Linked DNA regions of Zea mays: region 2 is linked to region 1. A link is a contact called in public Hi-C data. All regions are on one chromosome and are shown on one strand. Each heading gives the region's core, a stretch centred on a gene start, on an enhancer-like site or on the middle of the called end of the contact. The rest is flanking DNA. Distances are from core to core; before and after follow the strand shown.

Region 1 (2,700 bases), core at 123-2,622:
ATACAAGAAAAGGCACACTTTGTGTGCTTCTGCAGTCATGAACTTTAATTGATGGTCCAATCATCTTCACCATGAAAAATATGGGGCAGAGTAGCTCCACAAACTAAATGAGAATTAAAATTAAGCTACATTTGTATCAAAAAGTCTGATAGCTACCATGAAACAAACATAGGAATGTAATGAAATCTAACTAGCTATATATCAATTAAAAATAGAAATTGAGATTAATAAAAACAGAAATTGAGGTTAATATTTCAAACAAAGGGACCATGCGGAACAGGCATTCCAGAAACAAGAGGTTTATAATATATAAGAAAGCAACTACTATCGAGATACATAACCACCAAAAACAAGCTTATCATACTGCAACTGAATTATACATAACGGAACCGAACAGGGAATACCCTAAACAAAATTGTTGAAGGGAGATAATGCATGCATTCATTTTTCCTTTCATCTGTAAAGACCAAGCCTTCACATTCTCACTTCACAGTTTCACACAATATTTCCTATCAAGACATAACCACAATCGTAAATGTACACCTGTCCACCCATGAAATTTCAAAAACAAAATCTGAAGTACCTACACTCAGCTCACTCCTACTGGGTACTGTACCCTTTCCTTATAGGTTGCCTCGAATAGCTTAGCCTTCCCATCAAAACCCAAGCTAAATCCAAGTAAGGGCAGAAGAAGTACAAGAGTGGCACACCAGTTCAGCTACAATCAATGTACGAAAGTATAGTTATCACACTCTTGCACACGGACGCGAATTGGGCCTCTGGAATCCACGTGTCAGAACCAACCCGTGACCTACGACGTTCAGCTTGCACAGACGACTGACTCTGAAGAAATTGCGCAAAAAAGACGGTATCTAGGTCAAGGTCTCTTCCAGAGTCATCATCATCAATAAGAGAAGCGGATCGAAACACTTCAGAAATTCAGCCAAACCAACGCCTGAACAAATCGCGCAAACACTGCAGCTACAGCGGCGGCAACCGCGTACGCCCAGCAGAAGCGAGGAGGGGGGAGGCCGGGCTCACATGGTGGGAACACTGGTGGAGATCTCGGGCCAGAAGAGGTGGACGACGGAGTTGAGACTGTCGAGTGCGTGCAGCTTCAGCTCCGGCGCCGGCTCCTGCAGCATAGCAAGGAGCCCACTGGCAGAGCTCACCGTGGCCACCGCCGCCATGGCCACCTCTGCTATCCCGTACGCCGCCGCCGAGAAGGACCGAGGGTTTGAGTACCGCGGGTCCTGCTTGGATGAGTCGACGACAACTGATGAAAACAATGAAACGAAGGTGCGGTAAACAAATAAAGGATACAATACAAGGGTTTATGTGTCAATAGAATTCTGGTTCTTTAGTAATTTCTTCTCTGTTCCAAATTATATACGCCTCTATCTCTTTAAAATGACGTCTATATCTTTATGTCAGTTAAATTTTCTGAAATGTGACTAGATTTATAAAAAATATTAGTGTCAGATAGATTTTTCAAGTATAACTAGCTTTTTAAAAAAATATTTATATCTTTTAAATAAATGTCTTATACAAATATATGTTTAATGAAATTTATTATACAGTATAAGTATTAGTAATATTTTTACATTTAATTAAAATTAAATATGTTTGACTATTCGATATAAAAAATGGTAGTTAAAGGGGAATAAATATAGTACTTCAATTTAGATTTGGCCTATAAGTCAAATAATTTAGACCAAATTTATATAAATTACTCTCAAGGAAACTTAGAGAATCAATTAGAGGGAGTATACTAACATCTAAAATATCAAAATGTATTATTAAGTTGTTTTTTTTGGTGTAACTAGTTAGAGCATGTCTAGATTCTCTCCTCTAAATTTTAAAGTTAAAGCTCCAAACAAGTTATCTAAATTATCTTTAAACTCTTGTCCATCCCATGTTAGAGTTTTAGAGCTCAAAAGTGTTAGAGAATTAGGCATTTTTTGTTTTAATTTAATCCAGAAAATTAGTGTGATGTATGTGACGGCATGCATGTGCATATGTGTATGAATACTCGCATAAGCAGTAAACAACATTAAAACATGCACAATTACTAAGAACAGAATGTACCCTACGGATGGACCGATGCTCAAAGCATTAGTGGATCCATTCACACGAGACATCTCGTATGTATGTTCGATGTAGTCATACGCAGTCGATGTAGACAGATGTAAGTAGTGCAGTCCCTTGAACGACGCCGACGATGAGGAACTTGGTCGAGCGGACGAAGCGAGCGGTCGCTAGTACGCTCCCTGGAAACCTGATTGCCCGCACACCCATGCAAGTGTAGCTCTGCGGACAGCGATTGCGGAGGCTTGCTCTCCCACTCTCTCTGTGCTCGCAGAAGGTGGGGACGATGATGGGTTGAGTGCAATGCGTATGAGAGATATTCGCGTGCGTGACTAGAAGCAGCTTCACCTCCTCTGTCGCCTCCGTATTTGTACACATCCAGAGGGAAGCAACTTCACCTCCTTCATCTCCTCCATATTTGTACATGGCCAGATGGAGGGAAACGGACAGTAATGGTCGCCATTAGGACTAGAAACTGACATACATTACAAACCGTCTGTTAGTAGCCATAACACGGGAAACGGACAATAGTCATCACTCTAGGCAAAATGTACAACTGTTAGGAAGGAATATTCGGACCAATGTCCGATCTACCATGAGCCACGGCCATGG
Region 2 (2,700 bases), core at 75-2,574, 310 kb before region 1:
ACCGCCTGGACCATCTCGTCGGTTTTGAATACCAGGCGGCCAAGGGGCGTCCGGTAGAGCCCTCCCGGCGAGGTTGGCACCGAGCAGTACACAACCTCCCATTCTGGTCAATTTGGATGGTTTATGCGATGCGAGCTTAATCAAGGATGGCAGGAACCATGGATACAAGATCAAGCGATGTAATAGCAGTTGCAGTGGCTTATTAACTCATTTGCGGTTGCAAGGCGGTTCTTTTACGGTGTGTTGATTGTTCAGCACAAGATCACCACATAGAAATGCAACTGATTAGGCATACCGAGTTTCTTTTTTTTTTTACCTCCGAATATAAGCGGGGACTTGACGGGGTCGTCTATGCAGTACTTCCCCAGCTGCAGCGCGACCTCAGCCACTTCCTGGTGCCCATCTTTTGGCAGCAGCACTCCTCGGTCAGTTCCCTTCACCTGTCGATCGGCACAATATGTATGTATGTATGTAAACGAATCTAAGCGTCTGAAGAAACCAAGATTCACGCAACAAACGAAGTAAGCGAGATAGCAGAACCAAAGCGGAAACCATGAATCCGGGAATGGGGCAGGAAGCAAGAAGCTACTAGCGTCAGTGTTAGAGTGTTACCTTGGAGAGGATGGAGTCGACGAGCTCAGGGGGCGCCCGGACACCGGGGCCGGCGGCGGCGGCGAGGGAGCATCGAACCGACGGGAGCCGCCGGCGGAGCGGTCGGTGGAGAGGATGAGTGGCGGAGGAGAAGCGGAGGGTGGGGGAGGCGGCCGCAACGGAAGCGGACATTTTCATCGCCTGCTCTTCGTGTGTGTGGTGGTAGCTGGACGCCTGGAGAGTAGGGATGGCAGCGGGTCGGGTAAAGTGCGGGTAAGCCATTTACCCGCCCGCCAGCATATCCGCGTCTCTGGTGTTTACCCGTACCCGCGAGAGCGCGCGGGTAAAATTTTCGACCCGTATCCGTATCCGCAGGATATCCGCGGATATCGGGCAACCCGTTACCCGCCAGAAAATAACATGCGTGTATGTGACCGCGGGAGTAGGATCTAGTGGCATCCAGAATGGATTAACAAGCAAACCTGGAGAGGGCTGGCCGCCTGCACGGCTGCACTGCCGACCTGGTCACCTGGCCTCTGGCGGTCTGCACTACTAGATCGGTTGGCGGCTGATGGCCTGCACTGCCGACCTGAGGGAGAGCCGTGACGGCTGATGGCCTGCACTGCCGCCTGCTGGTCAGCTGGTCTGGCGCGGTGGCGCCTGGCGGTCTGCCGCCCGCCGTGAGCACGAGACAGGGAATGGTGGCCAGCCGCCAACGTGAGAACGACCGCGTGAGAGGACTAGAGGAGAGTGAGGATTAGAGATGTAGGGTTTTAGCCTTTAGGGATATTTGATGGGCCGACTGAGAATTGGGCCGGACCAGGGAATGTTTTTGTGGTCTAATAAATTAAGCGGGTAATGGGTAATACCCGCGGGCGAAATTTTATATCCGCTAATTACCCGCGGGTGAGAAGTGTTGTCCGTATCCTTACCCGTGGGCGAGACTTTTTACCCGTATCCATGCCCATCGGGTACGGAACCCGCGGATATCCGCGCCCGCGGGCAGAATTGCCATCCCTACTGGAGAGTTATTTGAGATTGTAACAATCTCGTCACGCGGCTTCGTTACTTTATTACTCCGCAGCTGCGCATCGCCATTTTGGTATTCTGGAGCTCACACCCGCGCCATATTGGGACAGTTAATGCCCCGCGTTGTGTTAACGTTTGTTATGTTGCTCTTTCTACAGGTTGTATTCCCCTTCGTACTAATCTACCCTTACCCTGACTTCGAGTGTTCTTGCCGCGGCTGCGGCCGTAACTGCGCGGCTACTGGAGCTCGCGGCCGACAACGACTCCACGACGCTCGGGGACCTCCTCGCGGCGCGTACTCCCACGACTGGACGGAGTGCCCCTTCGTCCACCCCGGCGAGAACACGCGGCGGCGGGACCCGCGCAAGTTCCTGCAAGAAAGAAGCTCACTGGCCTCCAACGCCAAGATCAAAATCGATGACATGGATACAGGACGACGTGCTGCCACCAATTTCGTCAAGAACTGGAGCACGAGCTAGTGGTTAGAGAAAGTCTTGTACGCCGCGAGCTTGAGGGACGAGTGGCGACTGCTGATTGTAGCTGGGGAAGGAGGGGATGGACATGAGGAAGGTTGTGGCGGGGGTCGGCTGGTGCTGGTACTGGTGGAGGAGGCCGGGCGACTGCGTATCAAGAGAGGGCTTTGTGTCGATGCCTTCTTGGAACAGCACCGGAAGCGGCGGCGGCTGGAAGGAAGCAGACTCCGGAGATAAGAGGCCGAAGGCCGAGGACCCCCATGTCGAGGCCGGTGGGAATCGGCGGCAGCTCACAGCCGCCGGCCCAGTCCTCCTTCCCGCCGCCGCCGCCGTGCTCGCCGGGGGCTCCCCATTTGGTGGCTTCGGCGGCGGCGCTTCTATCCGAAACCACCGCCACGCTGGTCGAGTCCGCAGCGCCGCTGCCCAGGGACGACGACAGCGTCGACGTTGAGTTGCTGGGGCTGGGGCTTCGCGTGCAGTCCAGCACGGACCACGGCTCCAACAGCGTCTCCGCCTTCCCCTCCGGCCAGAACAACGTTTTTCCGCCTCCGATGGGGTCCGCAGCCCCGTTCCGCACTTTGATGAGCGCGTGCAGCATGGCAGTGGA

Evidence for each region. Hi-C and Micro-C count contacts between places; a contact is called where the count stands out from the background.
Region 2: a contact with region 1 is called in a Hi-C map of ear, with 1.7 times the contacts expected there. The contact joins the promoter of LOC100285627 here to the promoter of LOC103645964 in region 1. A contact is called at or near these places in 2 of 25 Hi-C or Micro-C datasets (ear and leaf).

What each region holds. Positions count from the first base shown.
Region 1 is chr2:11,574,775-11,577,474 of Zm-B73-REFERENCE-NAM-5.0, reverse strand. LOC103645964 (26S proteasome non-ATPase regulatory subunit 1 homolog A) reads right to left here and starts at 1,372. Exons shown (of 13, transcript XM_008670688.3): 1 at 1,042-1,372. The coding sequence starts at 1,190.
Region 2 is chr2:11,880,660-11,883,359 of Zm-B73-REFERENCE-NAM-5.0, reverse strand. LOC100285627 reads right to left here and starts at 1,324. Exons shown (of 5, transcript NM_001351120.1): 1 at 1,074-1,324; 2 at 613-825; 3 at 317-440; 4 at 1-103. The coding sequence starts at 789.